Linked DNA regions of Macaca mulatta: region 1 is linked to region 2. A link is a contact called in public Hi-C data. All regions are on one chromosome and are shown on one strand. Each heading gives the region's core, a stretch centred on a gene start, on an enhancer-like site or on the middle of the called end of the contact. The rest is flanking DNA. Distances are from core to core; before and after follow the strand shown. Region 1 holds the start of TMEM131L (transmembrane 131 like). Region 2 holds the start of MND1 (meiotic nuclear divisions 1).

Region 1 (7,057 bases), core at 913-3,412, 130 kb before region 2:
TGTTATTTTTATCTTTCTGTATCCTCCAAACAAAACACATATGTATATTATTTAAAATCGGGGGAAAAAATCCATTTGAGAATAAATTTTTAGGAGAAGGAGAACCTATCTGCTCCTCATCCTGATGGGGCCTTTTCTCAAAAGACCTGTCTCATTCAGGCTGCTGGTCTTCAAGGAGGATCCAGGAAAATTCTCCTCTAAAATCACCTCTCAGCCTTGAAGCTGTTATTCATTGGCCCTAATCAAAATGAATATTCCAAATATCTCAAAACCAGCACACTGAATGTTTCACATAGGAGGTCTCGAGAAAACTGAAATGTAAAACTGGACAGCCTCTCCAGTAAAGTTATAGCTAGACATCCTGTTTCCCTAAACAGCCACAAGATGCAACACAGAATTAAGTGCTGCCACCAACGTGGGAAGTAATGAACATCTTAAAAAGTACTGCACACAAGCTGAATATTCCCTTATAATTCAAGCCACTCCCACCCAAACAATGCATTTTGGATCACTACTGTTACTGGTGAAAGGCAGTCAACAATATTATATTTCAATGTGCACACTTCACAGTCAATGGGAATTTCTTGTAAAAGTTAAAAGACAAAAGCTTTGCAGTACTGTATCTGTTGCAGCAATAAACCCTCTATGATGCTACAGATTCCCAATAAAATGTAATTATTTTTCTACATGCAATCATCATATCATCATACAGAGAAAAAAACTTGAAATTCAAGTTCTTAAGTGGGTGTATTTTAACAGGAATTAAGGGCACTTGGAGAAAATCCAAGATGACAATCCTTTAAAGTCACATCTTCATCCCAAAACTACTTAACGCTAATGGCAAATACCACTCTAACATTTATGAAATCAATACTCCTGTTGTCCTCAACCTCTTAGCCACTTGCCATCCACACAGCACCAGCTCACTTAGGGAACAGTGTGCACCCAGGACACCCACGGCCGAGCAGACCGCTGGCCGCGTCCCTGCTGAGGTGGCCTGGGTTCCCACCTTCTGAACTTGGGGCCAGCCTGACTCACGCCCTGTCACATGGCGTGGGAGGAGCTGGGAAGGCCACCGTTGCCAGGTTGCCAGGTGTTCAGGCTCGGCCCCTAACGTTTATTTGCCTTGCAAAGTGGCCCGAGCGCCTGTGCCTCTTGGACAGGGGTTGGGGAGGACCAGCGGCCTCCCCGCCTCTCCTCCCTTGCACACCCACAGCCGCCCTGTCACCTGGTCGTCCTCACCTGAGTGGGCAGCAGGAGTTCCCCTTCTTCTGCCTGCCACAGCTCCACCACGTTCGGCAAGGGCTCAATCGCTGCAGGAACACCAAAAAATACAGCATGTTTTTAATGCACGCTGAAGAAACGCTTCCTGTTTCCCCTACCGTCCCTCCGTGCCACCCGCCTCACCAAAACACGTCTCTTTTTCCTCCCAGGAACAGAGGCCATCTGAGGGGCGAGCCAAGGATAAAAACCCAATGGGCGGGGTGTGAGCCGGTGGCCCCTCGGACGCGAAGGCGACAGCGTGCAGGCTCGGGGTGCTCATGCTGGAGGGGGACGAAGTGGGATTGAATACACCCCACGGGACACTCCGGGCTCCGCAGCCCGAGCATCTGGAGTATGGACCCTGGGCGGCCAGGCTCGGGGAAACAAAGCTGCAGGAAGCCGGGCCGCGGCGGGGCACCCGCGCGCGCCACACAAAGCGGGGGCTGCGCCCCGGGCGCAGGGGCCCGCGCACAAAGGCTCCAGGGCGAGAGCGGCTAGCGGTCCCCAAGCCCCGCGACTGCCCCGCTCTCCAGCTGTACGGGGCAGAGGGGCGCGGGAGGGGACGCTGTGGTCAGAAAATGTTATCAGCGGAGAATTGCAACAGCTTTCCTTCCTTCTCCTGCCCCTTTCCCTTTCCTCCCTTCGCCCTCTTATAGATTTCAGCAGTTCCCTAAAAGAAAGAGCGGGGGCGGGGTGGAGAGGCAGAGCGAGCCCAGCGGCGCAAGGCTGACCTTGTCCCTGAGCCCCTCCCGGACGACAGCAGGGCAGCAGGACCTGGAAGACGCCCAGCAGGAGGTTCACGGTCGCGGCGGTGCGGCAGTAGCAGCCGGGCTGCGGGCGTCGGAGCCCCGCCATGCTGGTGCTCGCGCTCCTCTCCGGTGCTCGCCGCACTCGCCACTAGCTCGCTGGCGCCCCAGCTGCCTCGCCCCGGGCCCGCCCCCGTGCCGCCCCGCCCCGCCCCGTGCCGCCCCCGCCGCCGCCGCAGCTGCTGCAGCTCCAGCCCCGGGCGCGCCGTTTGGTCTGAGCGCGTGTGCGCCGCAGATAGGGAGGGACGGAACGCGGCGGGGTGCGGGGGAAAGTGGACAATGCGAACGCGGCGGCCGCGGGCGCCCCGCCCCGGCGCGGAGCACATGGCCGCGGGCCCGCCCCGCAGCGCGCACTCTGCGGGGCCCGGGCGCTTTCCTCGGCTCGGACGGTGTCGCTTAGAACTGTCCGCGGGGACTAGCGGCCCACTTTTGCCAAGTGCATTTTCATGAACTTTTGGGTGGTTGCCGCTTTGTTGAGGCGCTCGGACCACGGTCGAGAGATTACCCCCGAGGGAAGAGGTGGCGGTGGAGGTGGGAACGAGGAGTCGCCAAGCGAGAGGCCTTGGACGCAGGATATTAGTGGAAATAATGCAGTGGTTGTCAGGAAACGCGAGTGCAGCCACATGGCCACTGCCAGTTATGCAGCGAGGATATCCGGTGGCTGCAAAGTCTGTAATTTAGAATAAAAAGAGCTCTCCCAAAACCCGAGAGGCTGACCTCAGCGCCGCGTGGCGGTAGTGCGCCCGGCACCCTCTGTGGACACTGTCCAGGTCCTGACAGGTGGGGAAGACTTCCTAGGGGATTTATAGCTTCGAAGACCCTGCAAATACTCCCTTTTGAAATTATATTGCAAAATTCAGCCAGCCTCTCCTGAAATAAGGTTGGGGTCGAGGATGTGGCCAGTTGCCTGTTTCTATCATTAGTAGGATAATGGAAGTAATACGTGAAAATGTATTTCCTGGTTCCAGGTTTCGATGTCTATAACTAACAAGTCCAAAATCTGGCATCTCTTTAAGTTAACATCCTGCCTTTACCAACGAAGTCACAAACAAGGGCTTATTCAGAAATCAATTTGCATAACCTAGAAGTATGGGCAATCTTATGATTTTTTAAAGTTAACTTACTGCTTTCACTGTAGCTTGTATGAAATTCAGAGAATATGAACAATATAGTATGAAGAGGGGAAGTGATGGGACACACCTGTTTACATTGATCCTCTGTTTAATTGCTTCTGGTGCTTTACAGGCCAGACTATAGAAAGCCAGTGCTTGCATAGCAGACACAATCCTGAGAAGGACAAAATGAAGTCTAGATCCTCTCTCCTAAAGACATAATACAGTACTGTGAACACAGTCTCACACTGTCTGCATTTAACTCCAAACAAGGCTAAATAGTCTAATTGCTTGGCCAGACTTAACATGTAAGTAGATTAGCATAAATATAAGTTGTTGATGTGAAAAAAAAAAGAGGGGGGGGACACTTTGCATTTTCCAACTTGAATACCTCCAGTAGTCTCTGTTCCATACTTTTTTCTGTATTCCTTGACAACATCTTCCTTTATTTAGCAAGGATCTCCAGTGCCATCTCAGTGTGCCCTTTTTTTCTCTTCACTTCTCCAAGTTTATATTTGCCCCTTGGATTCTGAAGGTCCCCCACGGAGTTAAAGGGAACTCCAGTGACAGGAATATTTGCACAGCCCACTTAAGCAGTAACTGCACCTTCAAAGTTTATTTCTAAATGGAAGTATTCTCATGGGCCTATTTATTTACAGAATGTAATTTTAAGTCCTCGTATGACTATAATACATGTAAAGGAAAGCAAGCAAACATTGACAGCCTAACTGGTTTTATTAAACAGATTTAAAGTTGTGATACAAAAGTTTTTTGCTAACATTTAAATTACTTTACTCTTTTACTAGTAAAGTCTTTCCCATACTAACGAGTATCACAGCATCAATAGAAATGACTTAAAAGATAGAGTAACATTGAGATGGACCATATGTAAATACTGCTGTAGCTTTTTCTGAAACTTTGTAAGGCCAGCTTAATTTTTCAAGTTGTGGTCTTGTGGACTTTACAAAATGGGTAATGCTATTTGACTGTTGTTCACAGAGCCAGAAGCATGTATCTGCAGTGCCATGGGGTTGGAGAGGGATACGGGATTACACAGCTGTCTTCTTAGATAAATCTGACCTACTTAGCCTCCTCTGGAGTTATTTTTCATGCTGACTCATGGACAACAGGAAAGTTATGGCCCATTAAGCAGCATCCATGTTTTGGAGTAACCTTGTTCTTCAAAGAAGACTCCTGTGTCATTTGTGCTATATTTCCATTATTCCCCTTGTCAGTCCTAGATATTGTCACAGAATATTAGAGCTGGAAATTTTTTAGAAATCATTTAATAGCCCAACTGCCTCATTTTACAGAAGAAACCAAAGCCCATAGAGAATTTTAAAATCCAAGTTATAGAGCTCCTTTTAAAATTTTTATTTATAAATTTTTCTGAGACAAGGGTAATGATGAAAAAGGCGGGCCGGGCACGGTGGCTCAAGCCTGTAATCCCAGCACTTTGGGAGGCCGAGACGGGTGGATCACGAGGTCAGGAGATCGAGACCATCCTGGCTAACACGGTGAAACCCCGTCTCTACTAAAAAATACAAAAAAACTAGCCGGGCACGGTGGCGGGCGCCTGTAGTCCCAGCTACTCGGGAGGCTGAGGCAGGAGAATGGCGTGAACCCGGGAGGCGGAGCTTGCAGTGAGCTGAGATCCGGCCATTGCACTCCAGCCTGGGCGACAGAGCGAGACTCCGTCTCAAAAAAAAAAAAAAAAAAAAAAAGAAAAAGGCTAGGTATGGGAAATACCTCGATCTAAAAACTAATAATAATTTTCTTTAAAAAGCGAAGGAGTCATATTTAATTCATCTTTCCTTTACACCCTTTAAATCTATGAATTAGTCCTATGGTGCCCTCCTCCATACTATTTCCCATACCTAGCCTTTTTCTTCATTACTACCCTGATCTCACTCTTTCACCCAGGCTGAAAGGCAGTAGCCCAATCCTGGCTCACAGCAACTTCTGCTTCCTTGGCTCAAACAATACTCCCGCCTCAGCCTCCCAAGCAGCTGGGACCACAGGTGCAGGCCACCACACCTGGCTGATTTTTGTATTTTTGTAGAGACAGGATTTCATCATGTTGCCCAGGCTGGTCTTGAACTCCTGGGCTCAAACAATATACCCACCTTGGCCTCCCAAAGTGCTGGAATTACAAGTGCAAGCCATCCTGTCCAGCCAGAGATGCTTTTAGTGGCAGAGTAATGGAGAAGTATATATGAAATAATGTTAATTGAAAAAAAAAATTAATGTAAACACAAATTGAATCAATATGAAAATTATAGGCCAGGCAAGGTGGCTCACGCCTGTAATTCTAATATTTTGGGAGGCCAAGGTAGGAGGATCGCTTGAGCCCACGAGTTCAAGACCAGCCTGGGCAACATAGTGAGACTTTGTCTCTATAAATTTGTTTGTTTGTTTGTTTGTTTGTTTGTTTGAGATGGAGTCTCACTCTGTCACCCAGATTGGAGTGCAGTGTCGCGAGCTCAGCTCACTGCAACCTCTGCTTCCCGGGTTCAGGCATTTCTCCTGCCTCAGCCTCCTGAGTAGCTGGAATTACAGGTGTCCGCCATCTCGCCTGGCTTTTTTTTTTTTTTTTTTTTTTTTTTTTGTATTTTTAGTAGAGATGAGGTTTCACCGTGTTGGTCAGGCTGGTCTTGAACTCCTGACCTTGTGAACCACCCGCCTCAGCCTCCCAAAGTGCTGAGATTACAGACGTGAGCCACCACGCCTGGCCCAAATTTTTTTTTAAAGTTAGCTGAGCATGATAGCACACATTTGTAGTCCCAGCTACTCAGGAGGCTGAGGTGGGAGGATTGCTTAAGCCCAGGAGTTCAGGCTGCAGTGAGCCAAGATTGCACCACTGTACTCCAGCCTGGGTGACTGAGTGAGACCCTGTCTCCAAAAAAGAAAAAAACAAAAGAAAGGAAAATTGTATACACATGACTGAAGTGTGGAGGAGGCGTTAAGGTGATGTCTTTAGTGGAGTATATCAATATTAAGTTAGATTCATATAAGATAAAATGGTTTTGTTTTTAAAAAAGACCTATAAATGACCAAATTTCTACTGATTTTTATTTATTTATTTACTTATTTATTTTTCTTTTCTTTTTGAGATAGGATCTGGTCTTGAATTCCTAGGCTTAAGCAATCCTGCCTTGGCCTCCCAAAGTGATGGGATTACAGGTGTGAACCACTGCACCCAACCTCTAGAGGACCCTTTTTACTGTAACTTTATTCCAGCTCATCTTATAAAGCTTCAATTAAATGAATGAGATAAGGATAAGGATTCTCTCCTTTCTCAAACTCTGTTGTGTTGAACAATTGACCTTTTCTGTTATGGGACTGTAATGTAATTTTGGGTGAGTAGCAGCAGTATTCACACTTTATTATTCTCTATTTTTAAAAATACTCATAAAACTGTAAAATAAAGAGTTTTACTGCAATTTAAAAATAAATTGATTAAATTAGAACTGTAACTTTTCAAAAAAAGTTTGAAAGTTTGAAAAAACTTTAAAGTTTGAAAATGAAAGACAAAAATTTATTTTAATTTTTATTTTATTATACTTTAAGTTCTAGGGTACATGTGCACAACATGCAGGTTTGTTACATATGTATATATGTGCCACGTTGGTGTGCTGCACCCATTAACTCATCATTTACATTAGGTATATCTCCTAATGCTATCCCTCCCCCCTCCCCCCACCCCACAACAGGCCTCGGTGTGTGATGTTCCCCTTCCTGTGTCCAAGTGTTCTCATTGTTCAATTCCCACCTATGAGTGAGAACATGTGGTGTTTGGTTTTCTGTCCTGTGATAGTTTGCTCAGAATGATGGTTTCCAACTTCATCCATGTCCCTACAAAGGACATGAACTCAT
Region 2 (6,560 bases), core at 1,807-4,306:
CATTTCCGTCCTTAAAAAAAATGTTGTTCCTCCGCCTAGAACACCCTCACCTCTCGCCTACTCAAAACTCCAAAACATCTCCCAAGGCTTAATTTAGGCGCTATCCCTCCAGAACTTCCCTGAGTTCACAGGCTAAGCATGTATTCCCAGAACACACCTTCGTCACATCACTTACTACATTGAAAAGATGTTTACTTGTCTCTCCCAGCACACTGAAAAACTTCTTCAGAACATGAACTGCCTTTGCCTTTCCAGGGCTTAGTGCCAAGTTAGAAAGGGGAGACATAAAGCCCTTAATTTTAGGACCATGTATCTAAAGCCCCCAACTCTAAAATTTGAGACTGCTCAGGCTCCTAAGCCCCCCAACACCTACCATACTCCCATAGATATAACGGGTGAATTAATCATAGTGAATTCAGTGACACCATGTATTGCCTGGCTTGGAGAGATAAATCAGAGAAATCTCAGGTAGGCAAACTCCAGGAACCCATACAGACCTGCTCACTAAACCTAGGGCTGAGAGCCAGGGTCCAGGACTGCTCTATCTGCCTGCCTTCATTCTTGCCTCTGCAGTATCTGATAAATCAAGCATGAAATTCGTAACAGTTAGAAGACTCCTTCAACATATTTTTCTAGTCCAACAGGTCCTAAACTGCCATACATTAGAATCAGCTCAGGAGTTTTTTAAAAATACTGATGCCCAGGCTCACGTCGAATGAATGGAATCAAAATCTCTGGAATGGGACCTGGGCAACATATTTTAAAAATCCTCCAATATATTTTTAAAATCCTCTCCAACATATTTTTTAATTGTGGCAGGGTTGAGAACCCTACTTTTGTCAGCCCAGAATCTGAAGGCCATGTCAAGGGCGCTGCAGGGCATTGGGAATCCCTTAAGAACTTCAGTCTGTGGCTGCATTAGCAGAAAGCAGATCCCGAAGTGTTAGGCAAGATCCTAACATTTTGATATTCTAAACAGCTCCTCGCACTCCACAAGAGGCAGGCAATGAGGAGAATCTAGTGTCCTGGTTTTAGGAAAGTTTTAGGAAAGCTCTTAACACTCAGCTCAGCAGCTATGGAAGTTACTCAGGAAATGTGGATGAGCTCTATCATCCATTTCCATTGTTTTCAGCCTGATTTATTCATCAGTCTTTTTTATGACTAGAAATAATTTCTATTAACCACAGTAGGAGTATCATACCCAGAATTAAAATAACTAATGTAAAAAGATGCCATATTAATACTCATATTTAGAAACTTCTCAAAAAAAAATCAATGAGGATGTATTTAATATTTAATTAAGACTAGGAAAAACCTGATGGTGTAAGTTAGCGATGCATTCAAATTAGTAGTAAGTCAGGAGACTCAAAATCTGACTCAAGGACTGTGAAGCTTTCTGGAAGTATTTTAAACCACTTTAAAAATCATGTTATCTGAGGAACCTTCTCAATTAGAAGTTATGGAATTCCTACAGCCAGCCCTACTCATCAATTACAATAAAATTATGAAGAATTACTAAGTAGATGTCACTGCTGCTCTCAGAGTTCAGCACTGCACTCTTCCAATTTCAAAAATTGCCCGAACTCTATTTACTTAGGCTGCCTAACCAAATGAAAACAGTTTCTAATTCATAATCAATCAAAAGTTTACCTTTGACCAACACTAAACTTATTTCCTGATCACATATTAAAAAATAGGAAGTCCGCATCTTATCAAAAGTTTTAATTTTTTAAAAGGATTCTCTATTATCAGAGGTAAGCTTCTGAAGAGTTAACACATTTAGTATTAGAAGGTGATTCATGTATAAAGAGAGAGAGATCAGGTAAAAGGACAAAGCGCGTTTGAGCTGCACAGTTCTCCAAGTCAGTTATACGAGGTCAGCAACCCTGCAGAGAAAATTGGTAACACTGAAGAGCACTGCTAACAGATTTAACTGTAGTCCTGTTTGGCTTCTTAGAGCACTGTACGCCCAGGTGGCTGGGTTGTTAGTTTAACCACAAAGAAGCCGTTATCATTTATAACTACATCTGGACAAGTATCTTCAAATAAATAGCATACAACTAGATCCTGGTGTCCCACCCCGCCCCCTTTAGCTCGGCAACATTTAACGGCCACTTAAGTAAATGAAGATATTAAAATCTTAGATCCATTTAACTAGATGTTGATTCTTCGCCAACTGAAGCAGAAAAAACGGCATGAAACTTTGAAGGTTTATGAAAATGATTTGATGGGCAGAAAGACCTTAAGCTCATAAAGCCGATCTGGAATCTTACCAGGACTTAACCGATAATGACAGACGAGGAAGCCTTATTCAGTGCAGAGGGTCCTTAAAAAAGCATCAGCGCCCTACACAACCAGCAGAGCCCGGCACAGGAGCAGCGACTCCTGCCCTTTGGCAGAAACCGGGGCATTTTCACAGAAATCGACTAATTGGCACAAAGTGAAGATCCGTTAGGTAACTCGAAACTGAGAAGTTCTGGAATGTGCTCTACGTATTACAATACAGAAAACCACTCAATGGTGACAAACCAGGAGGGCGCTTTGGGATCAAGACGTTCGCTTCCCGCAGTCCCTCCTGCCCACTTGCGCTTTCTCTCCCCGTTCTTAATGGGGGGCTACACCACGCGTGGCCGAGGCTGGAGGCGTAGGGAACCCAGGTTCTCAAGGGGTTCGTGGTCTTTTAGATAAATCGGGGTTGGTGAGGTTCTCGAGTCACGTTCGCGAACGCTTCCCGCGTTCTAACTTAACCCGCCCGATGGGCCCTGGGGACAGACGCTGGGTGCAGCCAGCCGGGAGGCCGCGGAACTCCGGACCGGAGCGGCGGGGAACGACGCAGAGTGCGGAATGGCCGCGGCGGGGCCGGGCCGGGCCTGGCCTCTCCACTGGGAGGCCGAGAGCCGGGCGACCGCTCCCGCGGCCCGGCATGGCGGTCAACGTCAGGCCGGGATCCACACGCCAACGAGGGGCGGCGAAGCCCACACACTAGGGAGGAAGAAGACGCGGGACCACAGCCTCAGTCCTTACCATGGCGCGGGCGCCGGGCCTTCCGCTGGCTGGGCCTGCGCGTTGGGCGAGGGGCGAGGGGCGAGGGGCGGGGAAGACCAGGGCGCGTTCGATTTTGGCGCCGCCGACACCGCGGGGGCGGAGCAGCGAGACCGAGAAGGTGGGGAAGGAGGCCGGTCCTCGGACGCGCGGCCCGCAGCGACCCCTAGCGGTCCATCCGAACAGCCGGCGGGGGAAGGGGCGCGGGCCTGGGGCCGGGGCTGGGGGAGCTTGTCCGCGTCTCACCCGACCGATTACAGAGCTGCCTCCGTCTCCTCGGTATTCTGTGAATGTGACTTTTTTTTTTTTAAAAAAAGGACATCTTGCCTTTGCTTTTACTGCGTTTTCTTGGCGCCGCAGAAATCTGGCCTAAGTTTGGATTTAAAAAAATAGAGGCGTTTTAGGCTGCTGAGGAAGTAAACGCTTCCTCCATCCTTGCGGATTTGTCTTGTCTGGGGCTGACTAGATTCCTTTCTTCTAATCTGTCTTCTAATCTGACCTCTCATCTTCTCCCGCAGCCGCTACCCACTGCTTTCCAGCTTTTCAAATCCCGTGTATGTCTGTTTTTCCCTTAGGTTTTAAAAAAGAAGGAAACAACGGAATGAATTTCGAATCAAAATGGTCAAAAATACGCTATTTCATGGCTTGAGAATAAATGCAGATTCAGAGCAAAAACTCAGGCCCCTGAAACTGCTGAAAACATTTCACTGAGAATTCAATTATTTTCAAAATTATTATATGGTGTTTTGAACCAGTTTTAGGTGTAAGAAGTACGGCCCGGCACAGTGGCTCACACCTGTAATCCCAGCACTTTGGGAGGCAGAGGCGGGCGGATCACTTGAGGTCAGGAGTTTGAGACCAGCCTGGCCAACATGGTGAAATCCCATCTGTAATAAAAATACAAAAATTAGCCAGGCATGGTGGCGGGCGCCTGTAATCCCAGCTACTCGGGAGACTGAGGCAGGAGAATCGCTCACTGCAACCAGGAGACAGAGAATGCAGTGAGCCAAGACCGCGCCACTGCACTCCAGCCTGGGCGACAGAGTGAGACTCTATAACACACACACACGGACACACACACTATAGTAAGTCGTGTAGATACTGTTAAGAGTAGCATCTAAAATCAGAATTTATGGCCCCTGTTGCTTCTGCTGGAGGCAGAGGAAGGGATACATTGAATTGCAGAGTTCCATTAATTTGGTTTTTCCTATAAGAGCTATACCATGTAATTGATGATACATAAGGTAATTTTAAAATGATAAATGAGTACATTAAGTAACTACAGTAATGGTATATAAATTTGTGCTATTTGGGGAAAGCCTTGTCTTAATTGGCTCTCAGGCTTGTTGCAGGTGAGTGGTGACTATCTGAGGCCAGTGGCACTGGGGTAAAAAAATTTACCAAGACAGTTGTAGGTAAAGAAAGGCAGAATCATTAGAGAAAGTATGAAAATACGTTGCAAGGGAGCAATGGGCAGAATCAGCAGAAAAGTAGCTGACTGCAAGGAAACAGAGGCTTGCTGGCGATTTTATAGAATAGTGCTTATGCTGTATACGGAAGACGGCTTTGTGCAGTACTGATGTTACAGTCCCAGGTTTTCCTTAGCCCCTGCCTCTGAAGCGACACAGTGCAAAAGCCTGCCCTGGGACATTAACAAATTGACCCAAACAGGTCTTATCTTGGGAAAAATGAGTGCTAAATGGATATAAAAGAGCATTGGTCACTTAAGCTGCATCTGTATCTTAAGTGTCACTGAGAGCTGCTGTGACAGTTCTCTGAGATTCCTGGTGTGCACTGCAGTCTTGATCAACCAAACCTGGGAATGACTACCACCAAGGAAAGGAGACACATTCTACTGCCTCTGGTTCCTTTGCCTTTTCAGTACGAATATCTCAATTTTCAGATAACCTTCCGATGCCGCTTCCTTGACATTCTGAAAAGTATGGCTTATAGTAGCAGCTTATTTATTTAGAGTTGGAGTTTCGCTCTTTTGCCCAGCCTGGAGTGAAGTGGTATAATCTTGGCTCACTGCAACCTCCGACCCCCAGGTTCAAGCGATTCTCCTGCCTCAGCCTCCTGAGTAGCTGGGATTATAGGCGCCTGCTACCACGCTCGGCTGATTTTTTTTGTATTTTTGGTAGAGATGGGGTTTTACCATGTTGGCCAGGCTGGTCTCGATCTCCTGACCTCAGGCAACCCACCCACCTTGGCCTCCCAAAGTGCTAGGATTACAGGTGTGAGCCACCATGCCTGGCAGAAGGAGCTTATAAAGGAAATAGGAAAACAAAGTCAAGTCACTTGGAAGAGACTGAGGAAAAAGTCCACAATGTAGGAAAACAAGTTGGAGAATGCAAAACCAAGAGAGGAGACAATTTTAAGAGAAAAACTTTAGACAAATTAAATGAGTTCCACTCTGCAACTTGGCCAGGGAGGTTTTGTTGTTGTTTGTTTTGTTTTTTTGAGACAGGGTTTCACTCTGTCACCCAGGCTGGAGCACAGTGGCACAATATTGGTTCACTGCAATCTAGAACTCCAGGGCTCAAGGGATTCTCCTGCCTTGCCCTCCCAAGTAGTTGGGACTACAGATGTGCATAACTACGCCTGGCTAATTTTTTTTTTTTTAATTTTCTATAGAGATGGTGTCTCCCTATGTTGCCTAGGCTGGTCTAGAACTCCTGGATTCAAGCAATCCTCCTGCCTTAGCCTCCCAAAGTATTGGGATTACAGGTGTGAGCCATGCCTAGCCAACAGGAAGTTTTTATAGACAGAAAAGGGAAGTGAGTTACAGAAATAGCTTGACTGATTACAGCTCCTTGTTTGAATTATTTGGCTATTGTCGGCAGCCTGCGGGCTGAAGCTCAGCTACTTGTGATTGGCTGAGAATTGGGGGTTTGTTATACTCCATGCCTGGTTTTCAGTTTGTTTGTGTACCAAGTTAGGTTGCAGTTCCTTACAATTCCTTAGGTAGGAACTCAAAGTATGGAGACAGCCTCAAGCCAATGGCCTCCTGCTTATTTAACAATTTTAAGGAAGAAATAGTCAACATTATCAACCTGTCAGTCACAACACAGCTTCTGAGTTAGAAATGGCAATGCAATCATGTCATTTGTGTAGGGTATCATTCTCAATGGGATGACATCCAAACGGATTCCTGGGAGACAAAAAGATCTTAGATGGTTTGTGCTCCAGTGGTTTGTGGCTCACGGTGCATAAACAGATGTACAGTATTATCTCTGGCATTAAAATTTCATGGGACTGGGGATGGCATTGTGAACAGGGAAAAAACATCTAAAAAGGTTCTTTATGGGGATGGTAATGAGAAAAAAGGTTGAGAAAGACTGGTGTCTAGTGAGTATATAATTTATCATCCGAACTGAGACACTTCTGAGAATGGAAGGGAATGCTATTCCTATTTACGCTAGGACACAGGCATAAAGAGGATTGTCCCCATCAACTATGCAGTAACTTGAAACTTCCATTATACTTTATTATTATACTTTATTAACCCTTCTCCGTGG

What was found. A called contact is a pair of places that touch in the nucleus more often than the background predicts.
Region 1: a Hi-C map of liver shows a contact between it and region 2, with 5 times the contacts expected there. The contact joins the promoter of TMEM131L here to the promoter of MND1 in region 2. A contact is called at or near these places in 3 of 14 Hi-C or Micro-C datasets (fetal cortex germinal zone, fetal cortical plate and liver).

The regions. Positions count from the first base shown.
Region 1 is chr5:162,056,841-162,063,897 of T2T-MMU8v2.0, reverse strand. TMEM131L (transmembrane 131 like) reads right to left here and starts at 2,162. Exons shown (of 36, transcript XR_013417348.1): 1 at 1,995-2,162; 2 at 1,243-1,313.
Region 2 is chr5:161,929,759-161,936,318 of T2T-MMU8v2.0, reverse strand. MND1 (meiotic nuclear divisions 1) reads right to left here and starts at 3,056. Exons shown (of 8, transcript NM_001258106.1): 1 at 3,025-3,056. The coding sequence starts at 3,027.